Regions from separate parts of the Capra hircus genome. Here region 2 is linked to region 1. The links are chromatin contacts, called in public Hi-C maps. All regions are on one chromosome and are shown on one strand. The core of a region is the stretch at or near the end of the contact, and the rest is flanking DNA. Distances in the headings are between cores, read along the strand shown.

Region 1 (7,846 bases), core at 671-3,170:
CTTCTCAAGCCTATCTTGGTTTAGCACTGCAAGACCTGCATCTTGAGAAAACCATCCTTCCTGGATGTACCAGGGATGGCTGGTCATCCTAGAATGGAGCTCTTAATAGGTGACGCGTGTTTGAGAGCGCTGTTCTGATGCTGTCTGCTGCTGCTAAGTTGCTTCAGTCGTGTCCGACTCTGTGCGACCCCATAGACGGCAGCCCACTAGGCTCCTCTGTCCCTGGGATTCTCCAGGCAAGAATACTGGAGTGGGTTGCCATTTCCTTCTCCACTGCATGAAAGTGAAAAGTGAAACTGAAGTCGCTCACTCGTGCCCGACTCTTAGTGACCCCATGGACTGGAGCCTACCAGGCTCCTCCATCCATGGGATTTTCCAAGCAAGAGTACTGGAGTGGGGTACCATTGCCTTCTCCGCTGATGCTGTCTACATGGAGCTAAATAAGCCAGTTCTGGGCTCAGCTTGGAGGGGCTGGTTGTCTGATAGCAGGGTTGGAATATAAATGGGCCAACAGAGGTGTGAGGGGTTGTCTCCTCCAGTGCTATAAACAAGACCCTTTTAAAGGGGCTTTTAGTTATTTATTATTATTTAAAAATTTTATTGGAGTATGGCTGATTTATAATGTGTTAGCTTCAGACATACAGCAAAGTAAATTAGTTTATATGTGTACATATAGCCACTCGATTTTAGATTCTTTCCTTATGTAGGCCATTACAGAGTACTGAGTGAGCTCCCGGTGCTATACAGCAGGTTCTTATTAGTTATCTATTTTATACAAAGTAATGTGTATATGTCAGTCCCAATCTCCCAATGTATCCCTCCTTCGCCTTATCCCCTGGTAACCATACGTTTGTTTCTAACATCCACAACTCTGTTTCTGTTCTGTTAATAAGTTCATTTGTATATTTTATATTTAAGTATGTAAGATATATTTAAATATATAATATATTTAAATATTTTAAATACATGAATATATTTAAATATATATACATATAAGTGATACTATATGATATTTCTCTTTCTGTGTCTGACTTACTTCACTCAGTATGACAACCTCTAGGTCCATCCACATTGCTGCAGTAAAGGGGCCCTTGACCTAGATATATTGAGAAATGATTATGCCTGTGGATAAGGGTGGGGTAAAGGTGGGTATGGACATTTCAATACATCCCAGAGCTTGTACACAGACATTGTGATGGAAAGGCAGACATTTTAAGGAAAGTGACAGCTACACCTCCCCCACCCCAAACAGTTGCAAGGTTGAGGGTAAGAACATAGATGGAGGTCTATATATCAGAATACTTAAAAGTTATAAATCAGCCTAACAAGCACTTAATTAAATATGCTCTATTCTCTTCCCTTGGCAAACACACTCTGCTAACAACCTGAAAGGTCCGGTTCGAATTTGCAGTTCCTGTTTCTTTATTGCTTCAGGCTGGAACAAGACAGCACAAGAAGGACTGGGCCCTGGTCTTCCTCCCATTGCTTCCTACCCTCAGTTCTGCTCCTTACCACAAGGATGGGGACCTCACGTGGACCCTGAAACTACATCCCAACTCTGTCCACATGCCCTGCAAACAGCTGCCCCTTACTGGTCCCTGGGGTCTGGGGGACTGATACTGGCAGAAAACAGGCCTGAGCAGGTCCTGGAAGGGGACAGGGAACCTTAGGTCCTGCGTGTTCAGAGTGTGGTGTGGGAGATGGCTCAGACTCTGGGCTGGCCCATCTCTGCTGGCCCTTCAGACTCTTTGCCCCAAGGGGAGGGGGCCTCTTGCCTGGTAAAAGAACAATGCTGAGTGGGTGGTGAGCACTTTCCAGTGGCTGGAATGTTATCATATCAGCCTGAGCAACAGCAGAGAAGGAGCTGTGCTGGTTCCCACTGTGATGAGAGACGACAGAAACTGTGACCCGGAACACTCACCCTTGGTCTTTGGGAGGAAAAAATATCAGAAAACGCCTGAGAAATGGCCCACTGCTTTTCCCACTCACCACATGTATACAGGAACTGGGCGTGTCCCAGTCAATGTGTACAACCTGGCCTTTTTTTTAATTTTTTTAATTTTTGGCTGTGCTGTGCAGCATGTGGGATCTTAGTTCCCCAACCAGGGATTGAACCCTGCATTGAAATCATGGAGGTTTAACCACTGGATGGCCAGGGAAGTCTCAGACTTAGCCTTATGACCAAGTAAAACTGAAAGTGAAGTTGCTTCAGTTGTGTCTGACTCTTTGTGACCCCATGGACTGTAGCCTGCCAGGCTTCTGCCAGGCTTCTCCGTCCATGGGATTCTCCAGGCAAGAATATTGGAGTGAGTTGCCATTTCCTTCTCCATCTGAGTAAAACTGAGAGGCTAAAAATTAATAGGATGGACCTAAACAATACATTCTCTCAGGTTGTCAGAGTTGGGGAGACGGACTACTTGGGAATGAATCAGCTTCTCTCTGGCAACATCCCATCGCTCCAGTGAAATGAGTAAGCTTTTTGAAGTAGAGATGTCACTTCCTTGTCCTTCCATAGAGGGGCCAGGACCTACCTAAAGAAAGTGACGATGCAGATTTTCAGGGCTATGACATTGTACAGCAGGGGGCGCTGAAGGAGCTTGGGAAACCTTCCTGAGGCTGCTCTACTCTGTGTATATGTTCAGTTGTGTCTGACTCTTTGTGACCCCGTGGACTGTAGCCCACCAGGCTCCTCTGTCCATGGGACTTCCCAGGCAAGAATACTGGAGTGGGGTGCCATTCCCTCCTCCAGGGGATCTTCCCGACCCAGGATTGAACCTGGGTCTCTCGTGCCTCCTGCATTGGCCGTTCTACATCTCGATTCTAACTCTCTGGTCCCAGCTGTAGGCTCCCTTTGTGTCTGATTCTTTTGGATTGATATCTAACATTTTTAGATTTCAACTACTTATAAGAAAAAACACCACACACACACACATACACACACACACACGCACACACACACACACACATTTCCATTTTCTGATTGGAGGGAGACAAGCAGAAGTACGAAATCTTCCATTTGCCTTGGGCCACACAAGACCGTATTTTCACCCCCAACATAAAGAGAGCCTTGAAATTTGACCCAATTTTTACTCTCCTCATTTCTTTCCATTCATAGTATCTTTAGAATTTCTTCTCTCCCAAATTCCTGAGAGAGAACCCCAGGAACTCTCTGGTTCTACCATGGATAACTCTGTGCTCTTGACCACCACAGCTTTTTTTGAGAGAGGTTGTGCTGCGCTCTTGGGCCCTTTTTGCCTCTTCTAGCGGGCTCTGGAATTCAGCTGCCTAGGATTAACTCTGTCTCTCCACAGTTGGTAAGCGGTACGACCTTGAGTAAGTGATCTAACTTCTCTGTGCCTTGGTTTTCTCACTGGGAATGATCCCTTACAGTAGCTTGTCTCTAAAGACACCTGCCATCAATTCCTTCCCTCCCTGTATGTGACTGCCACTCCCCTATCGAGACGTGGAGTCCAGTCCTCCACCCTCTTTGATCTGGGCTGGGCTGTGACTCCTTTGATGCCCAGTGAAGTCAAGCCCTTAGCTGACTCCACCCTACCACCATCTGATTACAACTGCATGGGAGGCCTGTTCAGCTGACCCCAGTCAAACTACAGAACATGTTAAATATTAATAAGCGGTTATTTTTTAAAATGAAGTAGAGTTGATTTACAATATTGTGTTAGTTTCAGGTATATAGCAAAGTGATTCAGTTATATTTCTTCAGATTACTTTCCACTATAGGTTATTGCAAGATACTGAATATTATTCCCTGTGTTATATAATAAATCCTTGTTGCTTATCTATTTTATATATAGTGTGTGTGCGCGCGTGCTAAGTCTCGTCTGACTCTGTGACCTTATGGACTGTAGCCCTCCAGGCTCCTCTCTCCATGCCATTCTCCAGCAGGAATACTGGAGCGGGTTGCCATGCCCTCCTTGAGGAGATCTTCCTGACGCAGAGATAAAACCTGCGTCTCGTGTCTCCTGCATCTGCAGGCAGGTTCTTTACCACTAGTGCCACCTTGGAAACCCCTTATGTATAGTAGTTTGTATCTATTAATCCTGTACTCCTAATCTATCCCTTTCTTTCCCCTTTGGGAACCACAGGTTTGTTTTCTGTGTGAATCTGTTTCTATTTTGTATATAGTTTTGTTTACTATTTTTTAGAGTCCACATGTGAGTGATATCATATAATATTTGTCTTTCTCTGTCTGACCTACTTCACTTAGGATGATAATCTCTAGGTCCATCCATGGTGCTGCAAATGGCCATATTTCATCCTTTTTTATGGCTGAGTAATACACCATTGTATATGTACCACATGTTCTTAATTTGTTCATCTGTTGATGGGCATTTGGGTTGTTTCCATTGGCTATAGTGAATGGTTGTTTTAAGCCACTAAGTTTGGTGGCACTGTGCAGCGAAACTTGACTACACTAAACATTAATGGAGATAATGACAATTTGTGTCTACCTCACAGGATGGATATTAGGATTGCTGCTGCTGCTAAGTCGCTTCAGTCGTGTCTGACTCTGTGTGACCCCATAGACAGCAGCCCACCAGGCTCCCCCGTCCCTGGGATTCTCCAGGCAAGAACACTGAAGTGGGTTGCCATTTCCTTCTCCAATGCATGAAAATGAAAAGTGAAAGGGAAGTTGCTCACTTGTGTCCGACTCTTCACGACCCCATGGACAGCAGCCTACCAGGCTCCTCTGTCCATGGGATTTTCCAGGCAAGAGTACTGGAGTGGGGTGCCATCGCCTTCTCCGGGATATTAGGATTAGATGAGTTAATATGTTAGAGGCTCAGAATAGTGCCTGGCAACACTAATTGCCATATAAGAACATACTGAATGAAAAAGTGAATGACATAGGACCCTGAAGAAATGTATTATAGTCTCATGCTAATAAACACCCTTTTTGAGGAAAGCACAATAGTTACCATTCCAGTCCTTGGTCTTCCAAAAAATACCTTAGTCAGTGTAAAGTCTGTTGATGGTGTAAACAGTATCTTAAAACCTCAGTGTTTGTCCTGTCATCCTGAGCCTGAACAAATCGCTGGCTTTCCCTATGCCTCCATGGCCACAGCTTTTAAATGAAGACAGTGATCACAGCTACCACAGTAGGACTGATATGAGGACAGATATGAACATGGTTGTGAAAGAGTTTTGAAGAACATAGATTTTTTGCTGTTGTTCAACAAATATTTATTAAACATGGCTATTTGCTACAAACCCTGGTGGCTCAGAAGGTAAAGCATCTGCCTGCAATGCAGGAGACCTGGGTGTGATCCCTGGGTCAGGAAGATCCCCTGGAGAAGGAAATGGCAACCCACTCCAGTACTCTTGCCTGGAAAATCCCATGGACAGAGGAGCCTGGTAGACTACAGTCCATGGGATCGCAAAGAGTCGGACACGACTGAGCGACTACACTTCACTTCACTTCTGTTCTTTTTAAAAATTAACTTATTTTATCATCTTCAGCTAGCGGTTCCCATGGCTTCCTTAATTTAGGGCTTCCCTGGTGGTTCAGATGGTAAACAATTTGCATGTAATGCAGGAGACCCAAGTTCCATCCCCGGGTCGGGAAAATCCCCTGGAGGAGGAAATGGCAACCCACTCCAGTATTCTTCCCTGGAGAATTCCATGGACAGAGGAGCCTGAAGGGCTACAGTTCACGGGGTCACAAAGAGTCAGACATGACTGAGTGACTAACACTGTCACCTTCTATTTTAAACTGAGGTACAACATTGTACTAATTTCAGGTGTACAACTTAACGATTAGATATTTATATTATTAGGAAGGGGAAAATCCCCTCCCTCCCCGCCGCGCCCCCACCACCTCTCTTGAGTTCTGGTGGCGGGACTGATAATAAAATTGACCTAAGAAAGATTAATAGGAGAAAAAGAAACAGATTTCGATTCATGGGCGCGGAGGCCTCATAGTAATAGGACTGAAGAAGTGGCCAAAATGGGCAGCTTTTATACTTTTTACATACAGGACAAAGAAACTTGGGCTTTGGGTTCTCAGTTAGTGAAGAATCTAAATGGAGTTCGAGCTTGGAGAAGGGAATTTAAGCAGTGACAAGGTTTGCTTATACACAGGCTTCAAGGATGGAGTTCCCTGTCTCCAGCAATAAGGTTGTCTTTTTACTTCCAGACACAGGGGGTGCACCTCTCACTTGCGAGATTTATTTCCTGCTTCCAGGGAGACAGAGGAGAGGGTCAGCATGTCCCACTTGCTTTGGCTGTTTCTTATGTAACTTTAAGTCAGAATAGTCAACATGCCATTGTGGCTTATTTTGGGATGGCCTGTCCTGCGCCCAGCAGTGCATATTGCAAACTGATCATCACAATAAATCTAGCTACCATTCATCACCATACGTAGTTAATTTTTTTTTCTCATGATGAGAACGTTTAAGATCTACTCTTGGGAGTTCTTTGTGGTAGTCCAGTGGTTAAGACTTTACCTTTCATTGCAGAGAGGGGAAGTTTCAGTCCCTGTTGGGGAGCTAAGATCTCACATGCCTCACAGTCAAAAAACCAAAACATAAAGCAGAAACAGTGTTGTAACAAATTCAATAAAGACTTAAAATAACATAAAAAAATTGCTTTAAAAAAAAAAGACCTACTCTCTTAGACCATGTCCAAAGCACTGGAGACACAGCAGTGAAAAAAACAGAGAAAACACCTGGAAAAATATTAGAACCTGGAAACCTACAAGTCTAAGCACTCGCTAAGTAGAGCATAGATTCTTTAACCTTTCCTGAGACACCTCATGTCTGACCCTCCATTTGTGTGTATCAGATACTGAGGTCTGTATTTCTTTAAATTAAATCCCGGCTCCACAGTTCTTAGGCTTCCCTGGTGGCTCAGTGTTAAAGAATCCACCCGCTAATGCAGGAATTGCTGGTTTGATCCCTGGGTTGGGAAGAGGCCCTGGAGAAGGAAATGTCATTCTTGCCATTCCGGTATTCTTGCCTGGGAAATCCCATAGCATGCTGTCATCCATGGGGTCCCAAAAGAGTCAAACACGACATCAATTAAATAACACCCGCCAGCATGCTTCTTGGCTATAACCAGTCTCTCACCAGTCTCTTCAGCTCCCTTGCCTCCTCATCCTGTTCGACTCAGGTGGAATCTCAACCTTCACATCTGAGCTGCCTTTGCCTGTCTGTCTTCTCCCCTTCAGAGTTAAGCATCTTGACAGAAGAGCCTCGCTCACTGTCTGCACCCCCATTCCTGCATCCACCCCTCATTCCTGCCTGGACCACCACACTGGAGTTACTCATGTCAAGATTACCAGTGACAGAGCAGGCTCATACCTGCCACCAGTGACATCGTATTGGTGGCTTAAAATCATCCACTGTGGATGGATTTACACCACAGAAATTGACACATATTATAAATCCTGGTAGCTCAGACGGTAAAGCATCTGCCTACAATGAGGGAGACCCGGGTTCAATCCCTGGGTTGGGAAGATCTCCTGGAGAAGGAAATGGCAACCCACTCCAGTATTCTTGCCAGGAAAATCCCATAGACAGAGAAGCCTCGTAGGCTACCATCCATGGGGTCGCAAAGAGTCGGATATGACTGAGTGATTTCACTTTCACTTTCCCCATTAAAGAGCCGGGGTTAACCATTTACCAGCACATCCCTGCCAGTCACCTTCCTGTTGCTGAGGGTGAAAGGGCACTTCCTAGACTTTCCTTACTTGGCTTTATATTCATTCGACACAACTGACCATGCTCTCCTTTCTTAGAGGTTCTTCATCTGGCTTCCTAGCTGCCACTCCCTCAGTTTTCCTCTGACTTCTCTGACACCATCTTTGCCTCAGCCTCTTATAATA
Region 2 (7,666 bases), core at 2,005-4,504, 150 kb after region 1:
TCAGCACCAGCGTACAGAGAAACTGAGCTTTCAGCATTATGACTTTAAAGGGACCTTTTCCGGGACTTAACATTTCTAAATGTTATCTGTGTGCACCTCAAAATACTATCTGCCATGTTTAAAATACAAGTAGTGACTTCCCTCCAGGCAGGCACTGGTTTACTGCTGGGCCTCCAGGCCTGGAGTTTCGCTTTGAAGCAAGCCTGGAAGATGTCTTGTCCAGGGGCCCGTCTGGCAACCTTGTCTACCCTGCTGGTGTCATGTAAGATGCTGGCCTAACTTAAAAGTCAGGAAGAAGTGAAAATTCCCCACAAGAGGCAGAGTCAGAAAGGAAGTGCTTGAAAAGAAGAATGCTGTTTCACTGTATTATGTAATGTCCCACTTTGTTATAATAACAGCACTCACTTCTATAAACCAAGAGTATCACAGTAAAGACACACTACATGGTCAGAGACGGCATCATACAGAGGAGGTAAGGTGAAGAATTTTCCACCAAGACTGTAGAAAGAATTATTTACTTGGTGAAACTCCAACGAGAGTAAAAGCCATGTGAGTCAGGAAACATAGTGCTTGTATCTTAGGATAATACATTTTTATATCAATGATTTAATAAAGAATTACTGTGCTCTGGTAAGATAGGACCCCGCCCCTCCCCCCCCCCCACTTGGGTTCCCTCCAGTGTCTGTGCGCTGCTGACCCCTGTGGCCTCCCCACAGGGTAAGGAGAAGTGACAAGCCAATTGTTTTTCTCTTTCACTCTATTTTCCTCCTTAGTGCCTGGACTTTGAAGTTCACTGTCATGTAAACATTAACTTGCTTCTTAAATAAAGCCACAGAAGGCAAACTGTAATCTGAGCATATGATTTACCCAAACTCTTTCCCATGAGCCCTAAGGATTCTAATTTCTTCTCTACCAAGATGTCTCTGTCTCATAGAATTAGTTTTGAAATAGGCTTAAATTATCATCAACATCATCATCATTATTATTATTGAAGTGCTTTCCAAAGAATACCCATCAGAGATGATGTTAGGTGGTAATATCCATCAAGTTTCTTTTTAAAATATATTTAAGTTAAAAAAAAAAAGTTTGACACTGTAAAGCAATTATCCTCCAACAACAAATAAGAAAAAAGAAAAAAAAATTTTGATTTAAAGGGAAAAAACATGTTAAATGGAGGTACAAGTGGCAAAACACAGGACAAAAATCATCCCTGGTTGAAGTTTGGGACCCACTGAACTCTCGCAGTAATCAGTTTCACATGTGAAATTTATTGTACACAGAAAGCCTGAATCGTAACTTTGGGAACACCCCATAGCAACTGAGAAAGTACAGTTTTATTTTTTTGCAGTAGCCAGTCATCTTCTACCTATGTTACCAACAGTTTTCTTTAATAACATAGTTGTGCTGATCACGAGAGTCTAAATCATGCTGGCAAATCCTTCAAAACAAATTACATGCCTCATTAATACAATCTTTGCAAGACTGGTGTTAAAACAGAGGTGTCTTGGAATTTTGCTTTGGAAATGTTTTTAGATTTTTCTAAAACATTATATTTTTTATTTTTTCATTATATATTTTTATTTTTCATTATATTTATTTTTATTATATATCTAAAAGTTATATTTTATTCTCCCCAAATTAAAATGATATAAAATTATAGTGAGCTTTTCTAACACCAAAAACCTTAATATATGTCACTATCTGAATTGCTGAAGAAACAACACCTTAGTTTTGAGATCTTGACTTTATAAAAATGATATGTCTTAATTATTTCCCTTCTACATCCATCACGCTGGTGTGTTCTTTTGCCACATATGTGTCATATAGAATTATTTTGCTGGACTTGAACTGTGTAGCTTGTATGGTGTCAAATAAATAAAAGATCGATACTTTAAAAATGTTAATTTCCTTAATCTTTTTCTGTCCTGAGATGTTTTTCATTGACATGTAATAAAATATTTTTGAGTTGTTAACCCCTCTCCACAGTAGGAAGTCTACATATTTGTAAATTTATTTAATCCACAATTTCAGATTAGTTGGCCTTTTCTAAATACCAAACCGGCCAGCTGCAGTCAATTTGATCACTTCCATGATCATCTTGCATTTATCCATAACTAAAGTAGCTGGTGGCAGAAGGCAATGGCACCCCACTCCAGTACTCTTGCCTGGAAAATCCCATGGACAGAGGAGCCTGGTAGACTGTAGTTCGCAGGGTCGCTAAGAGTCGGACACGACTGAGCGACTTCACTTTCACTTTTCACTTTCATGTATTGGAGAAGGAAATGGCAACCCACTCCAGTGCTCTCGCCTGGAGAATCCCAGGGACAGCAGAGCCTGGTGGGCTGCTGTCTAGGGGGTTGCACAGAGTCGGACACAACAAAAGTGACTTAGCAGCAGCAGCAAAGTAGTTGGTTGTTTAAATTTGCTTTGGAGAATTGGGTATAGATAGAACAAATGGCAGTTACATTACAGAGTTTTGAATTTCTCTTAAAATATGAGCACTGCTGTTTATCTTTATGCTTAAGTTCCAAGAAACACTTTTTGATTATTCTTGTTATTCTGGTTGTCTACTATTATTTTATCTTTATAAATACATCCTTTAATTTGCAAAGTGACTTAATTTGTTTAATTGATTCTAGGTGTCAGTGATAATGCCACTAATTAGCTTTGAAAACATAACTATGATATCATCGTACTATTTTTGAGCAATAAATGAGCGTTCTTTCCATCCATGGCAATCTCCAGTCCTTTCCTTCCCGCCCCCACCCTTTCCTTCTGTCTTCCTCTCCTTCCGTCATCAAATATTTATTAGGCATTTGCCTGTCCAGCACATACTAGCTGTGGAGAATCAATGATGGATAAAACTCTCAGTCCACTCTAAGTCCAGCTTATTCTATTGATTTAAAATTTTTTCTTCCTGTTTATTCCAAAGGTCATTTGGACAAAACACACTAATGAAATTCATGGGAAATAAAGCAAATATGGACAACTTTCACTGAGTTGGAGAAAAAGTATATCACCAACCTTTAGCAGCTGCAGTGAACTCTTTCTTCTCTGGGGGCTTGGCCTATATCAACAATTCTTCTTCTCCCCAAGAGCTGGCCCTGGGGCAGGCATTCTTCCTCCTCTAGCATGAATAACCTTGGCTGGGAATGTTTGGTTGGACACCAGTTAGATGAGACCCAGAGCAGCCGGAGAGCCCTCCTAGAAACCCTAGGTGCCCACACTTGTTTGGTGTGGCCGCATGAGGCCTCTGGTACAGAGCTCCTGTAGAAAACCACAAATGCACAGGAAATTGGGGAAAATCAGATAAAGGCAAACCATTAAATGACACATGAACAGAAAGGAAACAGTTAAGAATTAACCCAAACTAATTTAAGGCTATAAGAATGAGTGGTGCAACGGTTTAGTTAATAAGTAGCTGGTCTCCAAAACTAGGACACTGGAGCCAAATGACTAAGGGCTTTTAGAGCCATCAAGGGACAGGTGGAAGGAGAAATGGGCTCACCCCAGAGAGAATCACAAATGGCTGTGGGTGGTAGAAGGCGATGCATCCTTGACTCATACAGATTCGCACATGCACTCATCTACCTCTACGTAAACCTGTTGATCCATTCAGCAGATACTTGCAGAGTTCCACTGTTCTGGATGCTGCTGCTGAGGACACGCAGTGAGCACAACCCTGACGATCAGGAGCCTGCTGGAGGCACCATGAGCAACTGGCTGGAATGTAGGTAGGGATTATACAAAGAAAAAGGCAATGTTGAAACTCGAGAATAGGGAGAAAATACTTGCAAACGATGTGACTGACAAAGGCTTAATTTCCAAAATACACAAACAGCTCATATAACTCAACAACAACAACAACAACAAAAACAAACAACAAAAACAAAAAAACCCCAAACAACCCAATCAAAAAAGTGAGCAGAAGACCTAGAGACTTTTGTCCAAAGGAGAAATACAGATGGCCAATAGGCACAGGAAAAGATGCTCAACATCACTAATTATTAGAGAAATGCAAATCAAAACTACAATGAGGTACCATCTCATGACGGTCAGAATGGCCATCATTAAAAAGCCTACAAATAATAAATGCTGGAGACGGTGTGGAGAAAAGGGAACCCTCCTGCACTGTTGGTGGGAATGTAAGTTGATACAGCCACTGTGGAAACAGTACGGAGGTTCCTCAGAAAATTAAAAATAGAATTACCAGATGGTCCAGCAATCCCTCTCTTGGGCATATGTCCAGAGAAAAACATGGTTCAAAAAGATACATGCACCCCTATGTTTATAGCAGTGCTGTTTACACTAGCCAAAACATGGAAACCATCTAAATATCCATTGACAGATGAGAGGATAAAGAAGATGAGGTACATATATACAGTGGAATACTACTCAGCCATAAAAAGAGCAAAAGAATGCCATTTGCTGCAACATGGATGCAACGAGAGATTATCATACTAAGTGAAGTCAGAAGGAGAAAGATAAATACTTATACATATGATATCACTTACATGCGGAATCTAAAATAAGACAAATGAACCTATCTATGAAACAGGAAAAAAAAAAAAAGGGACAGAGAGAATAGACTGATGGTTGCCAAGGAGGAGGGGAATGGGAGACAGCAGGAAAGTCTGGGATTAGCAGATGCAAACTGGCATATATAGAGTGGATAAACAACAAGGTCCTACTGTATAGCAGAGGGAACTATCCTCAATATCCTGTGATAAACCATAATGGAAAAGAAAATGAAAAAGAATGTATAGGTTTGTATAACTGAGTCACTTTGCTGGTACAGCAGTAATTAAAACAACACTGTAATTCAACTTTACTTCAATAAAAAATAAATAAACAAGAACCTGAAATCTGCTGAGTGTGGCTAGTTTCTGCAAAATACCAAGGCCCCTAGAACCTTCCAGTGGAACAAGCTGTCACCGACTCCCTCATCCTTTCCCTAGTCTGAGGTCGTCTCCTCCTTCTTTCATTCACTCAGCCTAGTGAGGCCATGTTCACCATCCACACCTTAAGGCTCAAGACTCTCTACTCAGGCCTCCAGATGACCCCCTTCTTGCTATGCCCTTTCCTCTGTGTGTGCACAATCCTGGTGTGTCTCGTGTCCCCAAATTTACTCTTCTTATAAAACCAGTCAGATTGGATTAGGACCCACTCTAATGGCCTCATTTAACTTAATAACCTTTTTAAAGGTCCCATTTCCAATATACAGTCACATTATGAAGCAACAGATGTTAGGGCTTTAACATATGAAATCAGGGGTTTATGATTCAGCCCATAATACCACCACTCCACTGCTGGAAGATTTTCCTTTCTGGTTGCCCTGCGATTCACTGTGTGGAAAATGGCATGAACCACAGAGAAATCCAGTGACCACAGGGCCTTCTACTTCCTAAAACCAAGCCTGCCTCAAACCAAGAGAGAAGAGAAAGAGTCTTAAGGTCTGCATGCTCTTATGCATACCTACACCTTGTTTCAGAGAGACGTGATTCATGCCCTCCTAGGATCTGAAGCAGCTTCCCAAATTCTAAGAAACAGAGGAAGTTTCTACTAAAGGCAGCTGTACCCTATTTTTTACCTTAGGATCACATGGGGAAGAGTCAAACCTTTGACCATCAAAGGAGTCTTCAAAGATCTCAATTGCTTTAGAGGCAAAATACAATGTAATAACAGAGCCAAGACAAGAGGAAGTGCCTCTGCAAGGCACAGTTAGTCGCATTCTGAAAATTAGTGTTTCCTGTTTGCTTCAAACCTTCTTCTTCTGCAGGGACCTTGCTTAGTGTTAACAGGTCCTGCTTGCCAGTGGCTCTAGGTCAGCTTACTGAAAGCCAGTTGTTTCCATTTTACCTTCCTAGCTGCTGACAGTCCACCCCCTTCCCCTCCCTCTTATCAAGTTTCTTCAGTTGTTTCTAATCAGCCTCGGTTCTTCCACTGCCGTTTGTTCTCACTTCCCTCAGTCCTTTCAAGTACCTTTTGGTTTCTCCAAACCCTCTGCCCTTTCCCCGTCACTCATCAATCCCAGTCTGGCCAAATCACCCTCGGTCCCACAGATCCTGCCCCTTCCACTCCAGTCCTTAATCCATTCCCACCATATCATCCCCTAGCCCCACCCACTCTGTCCTAGCTCCCCCTACTACCCCAAAGGAATACAGACTCCCCGCAACCCAAACTTTAAACTTTTTATTTTGTACTGGGGTATAGCCAGTTAACAATGTTGTGGTAGTTTCAGGTGAACAGCAAAGGGACCTAGTCATACACATACATATATCTCTTCTCCTCTGGACTCCAACTCCCAACAAGGCTGGCACACAACATTGAGCAGAGTTCCATGTGCTCTACACTAGGTCCTTGTTGGTTATCCATTTTGACTAAAGCAGTGTGTACATGACCTTCCCAAACTCCCTGACTATCCCTTCCTCTTGGCAATCATAAGATTGTTTTCTAAGTCAACATAGACTTTTTAATGGTGATTTCTTTTTTTTTTTTTGGCTGCACTGGGTCTTTGTTGCTGCACAAGGGCTTTCTCTAGTTGCGGCGCACAGGCTTCTTATTGCTGTGACTTCTCTTGTTGCTGAGCACAGACTCTAGGGTGTGTGGGCTCAGTAGCTGTGGTTCCCGGTCTCTGGAGCACAAACTCAGTAGTTGTGGCACACGTGCTTAGTTGCTCCAAAGCATGTGGGATATTTCCTGGACCAGGGATTGAACCTGTCTCTTGAACTGGCAGGCAGATTCTTTACCACTGAGCCAACAGGGAAGCCCCCAACTGTATTTCTGAACCTGTGAATTGTCTGTTCATATTCTTTGTCCATGTTTCAATTTGGTGGCCTTTTTCTTATAGAGTTATATATTTGTGTTCTTTTATCTTTTATATATTCTCATGAATATTTTCTTGTAGATATTCCTTCTCTTCTAACTAACTGGGCTGCAATAGACTGAATAGCCCTTAAAATGCTGTCATGCAGTTATAATGGAATTCTGAACAACTAAGATTTTGCAGCCCTTAAAATGCTGTCATGTAGTTATAATGGAATTCTGAACAACTAAGATTTTGCAGAAATGGTCAAAGGTTGTTTTAAAAATTCCATCCAGTAAGAATTGTTGTAAACTTTATAAACAGCAAAAGCAGCAAGCAAATACGGTGCATGGATCAGTAAATTGGGTTTCAGCAAATGGGTCTGCTTCTTCTACCAACACGTCTCAATACCTCAAAATGTGACTGCGTTTATTTGTTTTTATATGTCTATTTCCCTTTCATATTCATTGCCTCTGCTCATTTCTTTTTTAGTCACATGGCAATATATTTTATTGTGGAAAGATTTAAAATACACATATATGTGTGTAGAACTGTAGCAAACATTTTTGTGCTTGCCGTCAGGCATTCCCCACTCACCCATGATAGCCAAGCCCAAATTTTGTTCAGGTATCCCCTCAAATCTGTCAATTGGATTATATAATTCTTTAATTTTCTACTTGGTTTATAAATTTCTGAGAAAGTAACATTAAGAAGAGGGATAGGAGAAACCCAGAAACCATGATTTCATAGCCCCAGGTCCTCAGTGTGACGTGGGAGCAGGTCCACTCACTCAGTGACAGTGTAGTGAGCCTGCCTTTGTACCTGTTGTGGGTTCCATTTAGAACTCGTACAAGTTCTAAA

The links. Hi-C and Micro-C count contacts between places; a contact is called where the count stands out from the background.
Region 2: a Hi-C map of blood shows a contact between it and region 1, with 4 times the contacts expected there. The contact joins the promoter of ZBTB38 here to the enhancer-like site in region 1. A contact is called at or near these places in 2 of 5 Hi-C or Micro-C datasets (blood and liver).

Annotation. Positions count from the first base shown.
Region 1 is chr1:127,043,066-127,050,911 of ARS1.2, forward strand. No RefSeq gene overlaps it. Among named protein-coding and RNA genes, the nearest start is that of RASA2, 53 kb to the left of the region's middle. Within about 2 kb of position 1,921, at least 1 of the 5 cell types and tissues checked has an H3K27ac peak or open chromatin away from gene starts, as enhancers often do.
Region 2 is chr1:127,186,905-127,194,570 of ARS1.2, forward strand. ZBTB38 (zinc finger and BTB domain-containing protein 38) reads right to left here and starts at 3,255. Exons shown (of 6, transcript XM_018049743.1): 1 at 3,025-3,255.